Regions from separate parts of the Rattus norvegicus genome. Here region 2 is linked to region 1. A link is a contact called in public Hi-C data. All regions are on one chromosome and are shown on one strand. The core of a region is the stretch at or near the end of the contact, and the rest is flanking DNA. Distances in the headings are between cores, read along the strand shown. Region 1 holds the start of Akr1c19 (aldo-keto reductase family 1, member C19). Region 2 has its middle 15 kb from the start of Akr1c15.

What was found. A called contact is a pair of places that touch in the nucleus more often than the background predicts.
Region 2: a contact with region 1 is called in a Hi-C map of psoas muscle, with 2.7 times the contacts expected there. The contact joins the enhancer-like site here to the promoter of Akr1c19 in region 1. A contact is called at or near these places in 2 of 12 Hi-C or Micro-C datasets (liver and psoas muscle).

Annotation. Positions count from the first base shown.
Region 1 is chr17:70,909,744-70,917,407 of GRCr8, reverse strand. Akr1c19 (aldo-keto reductase family 1, member C19) reads right to left here and starts at 3,492. Exons shown (of 10, transcript NM_001100576.1): 1 at 3,381-3,492. All of the region lies in intron 2 of LOC134482872 (a long non-coding RNA gene), which reads left to right.
Region 2 is chr17:71,129,398-71,137,061 of GRCr8, reverse strand. No RefSeq gene overlaps it. Among named protein-coding and RNA genes, the nearest start is that of Akr1c15, 15 kb to the right of the region's middle. Within about 2 kb of position 5,006, at least 10 of the 93 cell types and tissues checked have an H3K27ac peak or open chromatin away from gene starts, as enhancers often do.

The DNA of each region.
Region 1 (7,664 bases), core at 2,243-4,742:
AGTATACGTAACACGTAATTTATTTTTTAACTTAAAAAAGACTTGTTTCATTTAATCCAGTGTAGGCTATGATGTGTCTGATGTGGTCCAGGAGAGGCGTACAGTTGAATGCCAGAAGAGGGTATCGGATCCAGCATACATGGTTTTAAGCCACCATGCGGTTGCTGGGAGTTGAACTAGGGACTCTGGAAGAGCAGACGGTATTAAATCCTGAGCCGTCTCTCCAGCACAAAGATTTGCCTTGAATCTTTGAAGGTGCATTGATGCTTTTTTGCATGCATGCGTGTTTCTGTGAGAATGCCATATCCTCTGGAACTGGAGTTACCGACAGTTGTGAGCTCCCATGTGGGTGCTGAGAATTGAACCCAGGTCCTCTGGAATAGCAGCCAGTTCAATAATACCTTTTGAATAACTATTTAAAAAGTAATCTGTTGAATTCTGGAACAAACCAATTTGATTGCCCATCAAAAGAGGGGCAGGGACTGAATATGGACAACAACATAAGAAATGAGAGGCTATCCAGGGCCATCCCTGTGTAAATAATGTTAGAAGAACATCTGAAAATATTTTATGGGAATCAAGAAAGGATTTATCTGGTGAGGCCAGAGGTTAGAGTGGGTGGAGGAGATGAAGCTGTCAAGTTACCTACTTCCCATGTGACTCTAGGAATCACCTGGTTCTGTTTTTCATATTGATTATTGGTTTCATACGATTCTGAGTGTTACTGAATCTTATATTCCAGATGGGTGTGGCCATTATAAGAGCTCCCAAAGACCTTGAACAATGAATTATCACACAAGAGAACACATTAACACACACAGAGAGATTGAGAGAGAGAGAGAGAGAGAGAGAGAGAGAGAGAGAGAGAGAGAGAGAGAGAGAACAAAACCTACTTGTCTGCTAATCTTTTAATTGCAGATTGGGACACGAAATGTCTGTCCCAGTGAAGGACTTTGAGAGATGATTGCAAATGGTTACTTTTGCATGGAGGGTCAAGCAAGGACAGAGAAACTACTGGTGCCTGCTGGACAGACTTGCTGATGAGTGATAGCAGGCTGTACCCAGGACCCTTGTGCTACCACCAACATGCAAAGCATTTCCCAGACATTAAAATGGGTATCAATGAGCAACAGAAACCAGTTCTTTCTCAGCTCAGAGTGATCACTGCTCTCATTCATAAATAAGACTTTCAGAGGGTACACTTAATATTGAAGGGCTACCACCCTTTCAAATTTCAAATAGTTTAATGACCTCCATGTTGCAATAAGACCAGATTGTACTGAATTTCATTCCCCACAGAACTTTTTAATTAATATCATTTGTAAGTGCTAAAAAAAGAAGAGACTAGCTCACATGAATAAAAACTTCATATTGTGATCCAATCTGCAGCTTTTGCAGAAGTTGGAATTTCCTTTAAGGATACAAATTAGAACAAAGAAAACCTTTTTCTTTCTTTTTCCCTTGCAAAGAAGATCAAGCAGGATGATGGTAATGTATTTAACATAAGAGACTTAAACATAAGCCTTTATTTTTATAAGTTGCTATTTTTTTCAATGCCTGAAAAACATGTCAATAATTGTAGTATGGTATTTATTTTGGCTTCCATTTAAAGACAAGTCTTTTACCCCCAGTTCATAGTAGAGTCAGGCTTTATTGCAAAAGGAAACAGGTTGCCTTGCCCCAGTTCTTCAGGGTGGAGCCTAGGGGGTATCCAATGGGATAGGATAGGCCTGATTCCCCGTCTTACAAATAGAGGAAAAATGAATCAGAAAGGTAGAGGCACCACCTCAAGTGAAGTGACCCTGTCCACTCAGCAATCCTCCAACTGTGGTTGGGGTCACATATTTGCTATGCCTGCTCTAGCCTCCAGGGGGCAGTTCTGGATCTCTTTAGGTGTCACCAGGGAACTTCCTCTTGAGACTGAACAGTGACCACTCTCTTGATCCTCAACTCTCTCCCATCATGCTTGGCCTATCCTTCCTATCATCGACCAGCCCATTCAAACATAAGCTCGATGATCCGAGTTTCTCCTTCAAAATAATGGTCTCCCTTTACAAGTGATTAGACCTAGTGTTTTAGCTTGCCAGTTTCCTCACAACTTAGCTGGTACCCTGTCATCAAACAATGGGGTCCCTACTTTGTTTAGGGGTGAGGATTTAATAGACTTTTTATAGAATACACATGAGCTGGGAGCATGGCTCAGTGGCATAGTCTGTGGCTAGTGTGTACAGGGCTCTGGGCTCAATTCCCATTATTTGAACTCCTGAGGTAGCTTGGTTGGTAAAGACAACTTCTGTGGAAAACTGGAAACCTGAGATTGATCCCCCAGAGCTCACATAAAGATGGAAACACAAAACCAACCTCCAAAACCATTCTTTGACCTCTCCATGCATGCCATGGCATACATGAGGCATAACCACCATGCACGTTCAGACACAAAAGTAATGAACATAATAATAATTAAGAATAATAAAGTAATTTCAAAGAAAACCACAAGTATCTGAGCAGTAGGAGTAAGAATCCCCCTGTAAGGGATGAAGGCAGTTAAGGGTCAACAACCTTCAAGTTTCCTAAGGCTATGCCAGGGTTTCATAAGAAAGGGAGGTTGCTTGGTTAAAAAGACATTGCATTCTGCAGCTCTGAGAACAAAGATCCTCCAGACCTCATCCTTATACTTAAAGACTTGTATCTTTCCCAGGTAGCAGATTGCAGCATCAGAAAAACCAGCTCTGGAGACTTTTGACATGAGAGAGGAAGTAAAAGGGTTTCATTTGGGCAAAGGCTGTAGGAAAAGGAACAAGTTGATGTCCTTGTTTATTCCAAATTATCAGTAAGTATCACATTAAGAACAAACCAAAGGCAGCTGTCCTTAGGTTGTTGTTTCAAAAAAAATGACAGAAAAAAATAAAAAGAAGAGGAGGAGGAAGAAGAGGAAGAGGAAGAAGGAGGAGGAGGAAGAGAAGAGGAAGAGGAAGAAGAAGAAGAGGAAGAGGAAGAAGAAGAAGAAGAAGAAGAAGAAGAAGAAGAAGAAGAAGAAGAAAAAGAAGAAGAAGAAGAAGAAAAAGAAGAAGAAGCAGCAGCAGCAGAAGCAGAAGCAGCAGCCATAGCAGAAGGAGTAGAAAGAGAGAAAGAAACCCACAGACTGGGTGGCAGAGGCAATTAAAAAAGGATTATAAGTAGTGACAGAAGAGGAAGCAGAGAGAGAAAAGCACTAAAGCTAAAGGAGTCTCATATCAGAAAAAGCAACAAGAAGAAGTTATTCAGTACACGTAGGAAACATGAAAGAAGTAAGAAGAGACAAGTAGCAAAGAGAAGCAGAGTCCTTAGGATGGGTGGGCTAGGGAGGGGAGAAAGGTCCCCTTCAGCTAAAGATACTGAACCTGTATTGAGCACCAGATGTCCTGGGGGAGGTCTCCAGCTTTACTCTTGGTTCTTCTGAATTCCAATGTGAATAATGTAGATGGAATGCACAACAGAGAGAGCAGCCAAGAGTTTCATATTAGAAAACAAGGAAGCAAGACTTCTCTTCAGAATAAGAGCAGGCTGAACCCAGCAGCAATGCCTGGAGCCTTGCAGGCAGGGACTTCTATTTCTCCTCTAACACTTTTTCTGCCTCTCTTCCAGGGAGGGCACTTCTAGAAAAGAGGCTTTGTTTAGAAGCCCATTTTTTCCTCTGTATAAAGAGTTGTTGGAAGTTCAAGAATATGTATAGGATTTTAATTACACATAAAATTAAATAAATTCACTGTGCATGCTTCCCTGGGCATGCCTGTTTAGGCTGACCCAACAACTACCAACTATTTTTATTTATGTCCTGTTCATGGGTATAGGCATGGACTTGTCCCTCCTGCCTAAATTTTATGTTTGTTTAAATTTCAAATCTTTTTGCCATGAAGAAGTGGCTATATATTTAGACCAAACACAATTTTCTTACTTTTTCTAGCTGTAATTTCAAGGGAGGAGCATCTTGTTATGTGAACCCAATAATCACAGTCACAGAGATTTTTCTAGGTGCAAAACATCCATTAGCTCTCTTACCATAGAAGCCAAGAAACTTCTGGTCCCTTTAAGAGTGCCTTGTGCAGACAATCAGTCCCTACCAGGGCTTCTGCAGCTGTGCTGGACTCCAGGACTCCAAAGGCCAAAGGCCAAAGGCCAATTGAGACTGCTGCTGCTCTTTTGTTTTGAAAATGAGTTAAAACTAAATTAACAGTTGATTGACCAACCATTTTTCCTTTGGAACATGAAGCACAAAACAAACAATCAAACAATGAAACAAAAACAGAGACATGGACAGATTGGTGCACCAAGGACAGACAATAGACAGAGGGAAGAGAACTAGATGTCCCACCAAAGGGACCCAGATATCTTACCTAAGGGACCAAGAACCAGAACTAAGCATTCCTCCAGTAGGAGCCAGAGAGGAAGCAGGATGTCTCCCAACCTCCTCCTGTCCAGAGGAGAGCTCTGAAACAGCTTACATTCATTTTCCTTCTCTTTCACCAAAGTATCCTTGGATAGGTGGGAAGGAGTGCTCTTCTCAAACTCATTCTCTCTCTCTCTTTCAAGTCTAGAGACTTAACTATCTCTAATTGGGGTACAAAGACTTAAAGCATCTATGAGAATTATCTTGGCTCCTCTAAACACACACACACACACACACACACACACACACACACACACACACACACACACACACCATTTTACCACTACCTTGTCCCTTCTTACAATTACCACTGTCCCAAATCTTTACTTTACTTTGTGCACTTCCTCCTGCAGTGTTCTTCACTGTGTCCTCCTTACTGGAGCTCCAACATTGAGGTGCCATTTGACTAAGCCTGCTCAGTCAATCAACAGGTTCTCCAGGGCAGGAGCAAGAAAAGTGACAATTAGACAACACTGTAGTGTGACCCCAGCCAATTCTGAGGCTCAAGACAGTTGATTTTGTCCAGTCGTGTTTATACCACCTTTAAGTACATGCAAAATAATAAGATCATTTCTGGGTCAAGGAACAAGCAAGGCAATAAACAAAATCCTTTAAACAACTTTCTAGAAGCTAGTCAGGATGACCAAGGCAAAAGGACTGCCACACAGACCTCACTAGAGCATACTCTGAGCTTTGCATTAATGCAAATGTACATGTTCTTAATCTGAGCCTATTTCTTGAGTCCTGGACAAAAGTCAGATTCCCACTTCTTTTGTCTTGGCCTGATGTCAAATCTCTGCCATGTTTCTAAAAGTGGCCCCCCAAAACTCTCCACACTTGATTACACAATACAAGAAACAATGAGCCACAACTATAGGTCTCACAGAAGCTATGATATTCTACAGAGTTACTTTGTCCCTCTGCAGCTATAAGAATATTAAAAACAATGGACTACAAGAAGTTAGAATTCCTCCCAGCAACCTTACACTTGGAGAAGGAGGGGCTAAGATTATAGGATTAGCCAGGTGACAAACCTTGTCCCCAGGAGAAAGATTTATGATATATTTAGAACATCTTTCAGGAGAGTAAGACCATATCTTGAACCACAGTAAATAGTTTTACATGCTCTACACAATGTTAGTAGTTATTTCACCTGGGCCAACAGAGATGGGATGTAAAGATTCTCCCATCTCTGTCTCCTACCCAGCTATAGAGACACTGGGATTAAAGACTCAGGCTACACACAGGCTTTTAACCTGGATTCTAGGAATCTGAATTCAGATCCTTATACTTACACATGTACCACTGTAATGAGAATTATTTTTCTTTTTTTCGGAGCTGGGGACTGAACCCAGGGCCTTGCGCTTGCTAGGCAAGCGCTCTACCACTGAGCTAAATCCCCAACCCCTTGTTTTCTTTTAAAACACAGTTACATTATATGAATATATTTTTTTGTTTTAATCCCAGGTGTGGAATGTAGGTTTTCTTCAGTTTGTCCACAGCCATTAACTATGATTTTCTAGTGCTCTAGGAGGTGCATAATTTTTGCCAGTTGCAAATAGTTGAATTCTAGGGACATTGGAGAAGGAATTAATGTCACAAATTGGAAAGGAGTAATAGGTACTCAGAAGAAGAGGAGGAGGAGGAAGAAAAGGAAAGGTGAGGAGGAAGAGGAGGAAGAGGAGGAAGAGAAAGGAGAAAATGGAAGGAAGAGGAGGAAAAGAATAAAAAGGGGAGGAGAGAAAAGGAGGAGGAGAGGAGGAGAAAGAAGATGGGGAGGAAGAAAAACAAAGTGGAAGAAGAGAAGAGCAAGGAGGAGAAGGAATGAGAAGAGGAAGAAAAGGAAGAAGAGGGAAATGAGGAAAGGAGGAAAAGGTGGGGGAGGAGTAGGAGGAGGAGGAAGAAGAAGAAGGAGGAGGAGGAGGAGAAGGAGAAGGAGAAGGAGAAGAAGGAGAAGAAGGAGAAGAAGGAGAAGAAGGAGAAGAAGAAGAAGAAGAAGAAGAAGAAGAAGAAGAAGAAGAAGAAGAAGAAGAAGAAGAAGAAGAAGAAGAAGAAGAAGAAGAAGAAGAAAGCAGCCACTGCTGATTCTACTACTCCTGCTACTGCTCTGCTGGCTGCTTCTGCTTGCTGTTGCAGTTTGACAAGAAGTTGGGGATATCCTGATGGACAATGATTAGAGTAGGCCCAAAAGACAAAGTCCCTAATCAGCAGAGAGCAGCCTATAGAGGTCAACTCCCCCTTTCATTTCTAACCTTCTTTCTCTCCTATCTACTTTTAAGGAATTGGGAGGGATTAGGGTGGAGAAAAGATCAGAAAGGAGGTAGAGGTATAAGAACACAGTAAAATAATTTAAAGTAAGCCAACAAAACATTTTATCCACAGAGCCATCTCCTCAGCCCACAAAGCCTCTTCCTAATCAGACATGCACTGAAACAGTCAGATATCTTACAGGACATGCTCACAGTAGTACACACAGAGAGGGCATTAAAATGACAATTGAGTGTTTCTGACTTTTTGACTCTCAAGAATCTAAGTTGAAAATTGAAAAGAAAAATAAGCTTTTCAACCTCCCTTACTTGGCAAGTACATTTTTGCTTAGTAATTATTGTGCTTAGTCATGACAGTGTAGTGAGAACATTGCAGTAAAAGAGCAGTAGAGTCATGATTAGATGTAGAATGATTAACTACTGTTGTAAACTGCGTGCCAAACTGAACCTTAGCACCAATTATGACTTTCACCTCTTCTACAGCTATCAGGATCTATCACTGTGGTCAAATCACAGACGACTATGTAATGTTAGAGCTCATAAAAGTAATTCATAGAAGAGTTGGGAAGCATTGCATGGCTGTGAATGTTAGAGCATCTGTATAGGATTTGAAAAGTTGCAATAATGTGAAATAATTGTAAGTGGAGCATATAGATTTTACATCAATGAAGAATGTTTAAATACATGAATAAGGCTTTTAATGAATGTTTTCAAAGAGCGGGGAACATGTTATCATCCACTGTCACATGGTTATATTGTATGTGTGATAAAAACAAGAAGACTTGAAGTTTTAAGCAGTCATTATTTCTGAAGTTTTGAAGGGTACATGGTTGCTTTATGTACTATTTGCTTTCTCAGGAATTATAAACACATTTTATCATGTCCAATTCTAAAAATGGTTTCTTTACAAACAACTAGGTAAGTCTGAGAGCAGGAGAAACAGTCTTTCCCAGGGAAGACTATACTAATTG
Region 2 (7,664 bases), core at 3,757-6,256, 220 kb before region 1:
ATCTTCATACAGCCTATCGTTAGGTCTTTTTCTTGGGTTTCAGCTATGTTAGAATATTCAGTGCCTGCCCCCAAAGGGTAGCTGGGCTCCATGGAGATGTCCTGTCTTGATTGTTATTAATTGTGTTTCTCTGCTGATGTTTAGATATCCGGGATTGGGAGTCTGAGTAGTAATCTCTAGTTTTGTCTCTGTTGGGTGAGAGTTTCTGATCTTTGGCTTCTGCTTAATACCTGGTCTTTGGGAGAGTGTGTTGACTCTGTGCGGCTTGTTAAATATTCTCCGTGGATCTGCTTTCCTGGCCTGCTTGGCTGGTGTGTTCCCAGGGTACGTCTGCTGGCGTTGTGACGCTGGCATAATAGGTGACTTTGGTGAAAGGAAAGTTGAAGGAGAAGATATTTGTCTCCATTGAGGGTGAGGTAAGAGAGGAAATGGAGACCACAGTAGGTTTTTCTGCTACAGCTGGAGATGAGACTGTGGGGATCTCTAGGAGCAGCAGGAGAGGTGTGGGTCTGCCTACTTGTTGCCCTTTTTTGTGACTTGTCTTAATAGTTGCAAGTTCATTGGTAATTTCATACTTGAGTGCAACATATTTAGATAGTATTTACCTCATACTTCCTTCTGCAATGCTTCCCATGACCCCTGCCCTATTTTTTTCTGAACTTCGTGACTTCTCCCTTCTACTGTAGGTTTCAGGGTCTGAACTCAGATGTCACTCTGGGTGGCAAGCTCCTTTATTTGCTGACCCATCTCCCTGGGCCAGTTCCCTGGTTCTTTATTAAGACCACTTTATTAGTGATGAGGATGAACCAGAAGTCAGTATTGTGGTCACCACTGCTTTGTGAAAGGCAAACGTCTCCTTATCTTTTGTTGAGTCAGACACGGTTTAAGGCAGCAGTTTGAGCTTGGGTCATAGCTGGGTTGGTAGAGTGTTTACCCAGCGTGGATGAAACATGGGGCTCAGTCTCGTGGTGTAAGCCTGGCATCCTAGCACTTGAGAGGCAAAGGGAGAAGGATCAGGATTCAAGGGCATCATTTGCTACAGAGTGATGTTGAGGTCAGCCTGGTCTGTATGAGAGTCTGTCTCAAAGTTAATCAGTTAAACCATCTTCAGCAAACCCCACAAAACAAAACAGTGATGTTATCCATCTGTGCAAGGCTTAAACGAGAGATGGCTTTTGTTGAGCTTCTTGCGAAGCGGATACCCCTCTTCTATCTTGGATGACTGCTCCTAGAAGACAAGCACCACACAGTGCTTTGCATTTTTAGGAAGCCTCAGAGTAAGAAGCTCAATAAAACTGTTTTGCCCACAGCCTGCCGTGCTGATTTAATGATTGACAAGGAGCTTCGAGATGGAAGACATTCTAATTATAGCCATAGTCACAGACTGTGCACCTTGGACTAAACACTCTGCTTTGAAAACTTTAGTTTGACTTTCTGTGACATAGGCTGGTGGGCTATGACACAGGAAGGGCTGTGACATGGGAAGGGCTCCTCAGTGGTCAATTCCTTAAGGACCAACTGTGTGGTGCTGTAATATTGAATCTGACCACAAGATGGCACTATTAGCTAAGATTTACTGAGAGCCATTTAAAAAAGAAGGCACTTGCTTTAAACTCCTTGGTTAGAGCATTCTTTTGTATTGAAACACACAGTTCAATTTCTAGAACCAATAAAAGGTGGTAAAACAGGAGATGCCATAGAATTGTTTGTTTTTTGACTTCTACAACACACACACACACACACACACACACACACACACACAGTAAATTAGGAGAAAAGATTTGTAAGTCAGGCAGTGGGAAACTTCTGTGAATATAAGACAGAAAAACTGTACAAGTGTGCACTCCCACCAGCAAGTATATCCATGGAAGTGATCCCTTTAATGATCAGCACACAGGAGAAAAGGAGAAGACAGTTTCACTCTGTTGCCAACATTTACCAGTGCTGCTTTGCCACTTTGCCAATGGCAGAGGAAGTAAAAGTATCTGAATTTGCTTTAAATTGTATAGACATTATATAGAAGACAATCATTGCTATGTTATTCAACCCATCCCTCACCAGAAAAGTCAAAGGAGGAAAACATGGAATCAAATAGGCAAATTTGTTGTGATCACAGCTAGAAGCTTGTGAACTGTAAGTTGAGCACATTTGAGGCTGTAAGATTTCTGTTTTGAAGATTGAGACCACCCACTATGGACATACAGGACATTCTCTTTGCCGGAGCTGATGAGGCGTTAGACAAACATGTTACCTGGGCACGTGGTTCAAACCAGGCACACCGGCATCTCTCAGTCTAAAGTAAACTTTAATTTGTCATCACTGGATGTGTGTGTGTGTGTGTGTGTGTGTGTGTGTGTGTGGTGTATTTGTATGACTATGTGTATCTGTTTACATACGTATGCATGCACTTCTTTCTTTAAAAAGATTTTTGATTTTTAATAAATGTTGGAGAGGGAGAGAAGAGGAAATAAAGCGAGAGAGAGAGAGAGAGAGAGAGAGAGAGAGAGAGAGAGAGAGAGAGAGAGAGATATCCAGGGAGTTCAGAAAAAGGCACTGAGATCTCTAGAGCTCAAGTCATCAGCAATTGTTAGCCATTGGATGGGAATCAAACTCAGATCTGCCAGAGCACTACATGCTCTTACCCCCAAGCATCCTGGCAAGTTTCTAAAGGAGACAAACAGCCCAGTCCAGCACACATGTGCAGAAGGCTCCTGGAACTGTCATGGTGTTTGAGACCATGGGGAAAGGCTGCAGCCTCGAGCTACATTATAATTAAACGTATTGATACTCCTAGCTGGATATGAGTCTCTGAGACAAATTAGACACTGCCACATGAAGATGGGGCAGAGAATAACTTTAAAGGGTGAAACCCCAAGAAGACCGTTGAGTATCTGTACAAGCAAGCCAGGAACTATTATTCTGTTTTGCTAACACTAGGTAGTTAAGGTGACCTCACAATTGTCCTTGAATGTGTGCATAAGCAGGTTACAGAAGACAAAACAGTGGCTAGTCAACCATAACAAAGAAGATGGTCACTTCTGAGTAGGGTCACGGAGTCAGAGTTAATAAGAACTTATTAGGGAACTTCAGAGACAAACTGCTAGTAGGTACCAAGATGGACCTGAAAGATAAGACTATTTTTCTGGGGCCAGGAAGTAGCTTGGTTAGGCACACTTCCTGCTCTTTCAGATAATCCAGGTTCAATATCTCACACCCATGTGGTTGCTCACAACCATCTGAAACTCCAGTTCTAGGTGTTCCGAGGACCTCTTCTGGCCTTTCCGTCACCAGGCATAAAAGTGACCCATAGTTTGCATGTGCAGGCAAAACATTGGTGCACATTTAAAAGGGGAGTATTTTCTACATCTGTGTAAGCGGTAGTGTGCCCCTCCATGACCCACTGATAACAGTGCAGTTCAGGAAGACAGCTCCTGGGTACAGGCCTGTGATTAAACCCACAACTGTCTCCCTGCGTTTGGAACCCTCTGTTCTAGCAGTTCATTTATAGTTTTCTCTTAACCCCAGTTACCCTGTAAATCCTCCCTCAGTTCTTCCTGACAGATTTAAATATCTCGTTCCCTGTTCTCTTGTAGTCAGGCTTAGATGAAAACCTTAGTGTGTATCTATTGATGTACGTGTGTCTGTACACACATATTTGCACGTGCATACACATTTGTGGGCATACACATGGACACGTGCATCTAGTCCTCAGAACAGTTGCTAGAGTGTGATGAGTGTTGTTGGTTGGTGGAGAATAATGTTATTTGGGGTTTCTGGAAAGCAAGCGATCTAGAATGAAAGTGATTGTACATTCATACAGAGTTAGGTAGGACAGTGGGACGGCTTTCAGGATCACCCTAGTGACAGAGAGGACGGACCCATGCCAGAATGAGATGGTCTGTTCTGCTTTTCTGCTTCTACAGACACTTTGTTTTTGGACTTTTGAGAATTTAATGAAAATGATGGCACAACATATTGAAACGTATGGGACACAATGAAAGCAGTGCTAAGAGGAAGACTCACAGCTCAAATTCCTTGCAGTCACTGTCCCTACCCACCACAGCCCGACCAAATCAAAACTCCAGAAGCTCATAACGTAGCAATCAGATTTATCTCAATAATTCACCTCAGCAGACTTACATTCCACAAAGCGTCCACACAATAAACACAGAGTCAACTGATATAAACCGCCCACCTAGACAAGATAAATTGACCTACGAAAACCCAGACCTTAAGAAATATTCATAACTACCTGTGGCCATTTAGGGCCACACAGATCTGAGTCGTCCTTCTCTGCCCCCATCTTGGTTCTTCTCCTCTTCTCCTCTCTCTCTAGGGGCACCTTTTTTTCTTTCTTTCTTTTTTTTTAATGTGGGAAAATGCACTGCCTTGAGAATTTGGAAGTTCAGAGAGGTAGTTCTAGCTGTTTTTCTAGCTGTTTTACCATTTACTCTGTTGAGAAACTCATTTCAGCATCCTGGCCCAGTAGCAATTGTGATAAGCAATACCAACAATGCAGCATTTATGGAGCTCAGGATGACTGACACACATAAAGGATGCTGGACATGATTCTATTTTTTCCCCCTTCTTATAATGACTGTAGTGCGGTAGATTTCATTACTATGGCATTATGATCCTAACGAATGACTTATACTGTGGAGTTTAATGGTACTTTATTTAGGCTTTTCATCTGTAAACCGTGGGTTTCAGAATGGATGACCTTCTCTGACTTGTTTTCAACAGTTTATAACAAGATCCATCTGGACTTTCTATAATCCTTTTGTCTCACCCTGCAGGACAATAGAGGGAAATTATGAGGTTTATCTTGGGCATCCTGTTAGTTGAATGTTTGCAATTGGCTGATTCATGATCTTCAAAACGATCTAGACCTAATTTGCCAGAACCTGTGATAGTAGCTTATGGATTTTAAAGATGTGTTCTAACCCAAGCATCTCGAGATAGGAGAGAACACTATGACTTATCCAGATGACCTCAAGAGTAAACCACGGCGCCCTTCTAAGCAGGCTGCAGATTCTACATAAGAAAAACAGCCAAAGACACAGGCAGGGATTTGAGGGTTTCAGTTGCAATCCAAAGAAAGCATGGGACTACCAGGAATGAGAAGAAATGAAGCAATTTCCTCTCCCCAAATCCCAGAGGGAGGACAGCCCTGCTGATACCCATGCTAGAATGTCAAATTTCTGGCAAAAACATTTCTATAAGCCAGCAATCACGTGATAAACTGTGACAGCACCAAAGGGAACCTAACACAGTGCCCCGGATGCCTCATGGCAGTTCTTCAATGGTCCTGACTGAGTTATGTAATCAAAGCACAGAAGAAAGCTATAGAGGACAGACGTAGATGGGAGCTGACCATGTTGTAAAACGTTCTTTCTCTGATCATGTCTGAAGGAAACAGGGACCACAGAGAGGAGGGCTAAAGTTGTTGTCAAGTGTCAACTTCAGAATGGTAGCATTGGGATGTGAGTCCAGAAGCCAGAGGGTCAGGACCTAAATGTACCTCTGCTACTTTCTGGCTACCAATCCTTAGGAAGGTGTATGCTGAGTTATAAGTCTAATCTCCTCACCCCGGCCCCCCCCAACCCCCGAACCCAGGGCTGACAATGATGATTGAATGCTTTCCCTAGGGATCTCTGAGATCATGGGTGTGGAATGTTTTGCAAGCTGAGAGATATAGGAGCATATTTGTGTGTGTGTGTGTGTGTGTGTGTGTGTGTGTGTGTGTGCTTCCTCTGTCCTGACTTATTAAACAACAACAACAACAACAACAACAACAACGGTACACCAGAAAAAAATGTTTCTAATATACCCACATTCTCAGCTTACTTCCCTACTTCTTTGACCATCTGGTGGAGTGTTGGTCACGTGCTGCTGTAAAAGAACACTACTGTTGAGTTCTTTATAGCCAGCAGAAATAGGTGTTTCATAGTTCAGAGGCTAACGAGTTTGAGATCAAGGTGCTGACAGGGTTAGTGTCTAGGGAGGGCCTGGTCTCTCCTTCCAAGATTGTGTCTGAACACTGCGTCCTTTTGAGGCTGGTAACACTGTTTTTCACCTGGGGGAAGGTCAGACTGGAGACCCCAGTGCTGCTGGATCGTCATGTAGCAACACAGATCCATACACATGAGCAGAGCTCTCATGTTGTAAACCCCTCCTAAGAGGTTCTCCTCCCCGGCCCAGCTGCACTGCAGATTCAGTTTCTAATATACCATATTTGGGCACATTTTCAAACTATAGCAGGGAATATTTTTTCTAGATATCCTATTTTATACTTATATAATATAAGATACAGTGAATATGTGTGTAACAATACGTGATATATGAATGAGTGATAGTGAATCCTAATTGTCAAAATTTTTATTTCAAAATTACAAAATCTCTCTCTCTCTCTCTCTCTCTCTCTCTCTCTCTCTCTCTCTCACACACACACACACACACACACACACACACACACACACACACACATTTTTATCTCTACCTCCCAAGTGCTGAGATTGTAGGTCTATACTACTATATCCTATTTATGTGGTGTTAGAAATGAAAAGCCAGGGTATGTATGAAGCAGACTGCATCCAAGCAAGCCTGGAAATGTGTTTAACTGGCTACTTTCCCATTCCTTTCAAATCAGAGTATTTATCATTCTGCTTCATTCCTTTCATACTCCCTGCTTTCCCTCCCCCTGGCTAGCAGAAGACAGTGGAGCAGCCAACACACATCACTTCCATTTGCGTGTGGCTAAGGACAGGGGTAATTTCACAGCTTCCTGGAAGTGAGGATTGGAAGTGAGGCTCTGCATCGGGAACTACTTATTTTCCCTCCTGTTTTGGGGGCAGGGTATAGGCTTACTGAGAAGTTGCCTCTGTAAAGTTCCGCTGTCAACTTGATTGAATTGAGAATCACCTAGGAGTCTGTGATGGGTTTTCTATGGAAAGTTAAATCTTGAGATCTTGGACCTAACACTTGGATGACTTTTTTTTTTTTTGATAACTTTTATCATATGGTGCTACTAGTGGGAGGAGATGAGCGGTCGGAGGTGGAGCCTCCCCTGGGTACGTGTCTTTTTGTGCATTTTAAAGACCCTGGAAGAATGTGTTTTCATTTGCCCTGTTCTTATAGGGTGATGAAGGCGGGGTGGGACGGGTTATTCCAGCAAGGGAGTCTCTCTGCTGCTTCTAAATTTTTATTTAGTTAGGGTGGGTTAGGTAGGTGCTTGGTATTGTACCACTGTGAAATATTCCCACAATTGTGAATAACCCACAATCTGAGGTTATTGGTTTTTTTCTTTTTCTTTTCTTTTTTGAGAATTGCAGAACTATGTGAACTCAGTCCCTTCTTTGGTGAAACCTCTTTGAAAGTTTCTTGGGCTTAGTCAATGCATTTAGGTCTTCCAGAAAATAACGACTGTTCTCCAGCACTCAGTGGGTTCACTGACAGCAATGGGAGGATCCCAGCCATTCCAAGAGAGAACTCCAGGAGAATTAGAGCTCACGGTCCACTGGCTATTTCCAACATTCCTTAGGAATGCTTAGAGTGGCTACAGAAGAATATTGCTGTAAGGGCGAAGCCTGTGTTGCTCTTGAAGTATACCTACCAAGGCAAGATAGAAACAAAGGTGTGGGCCAGAGAAGGAAAAGGAGGCCCTT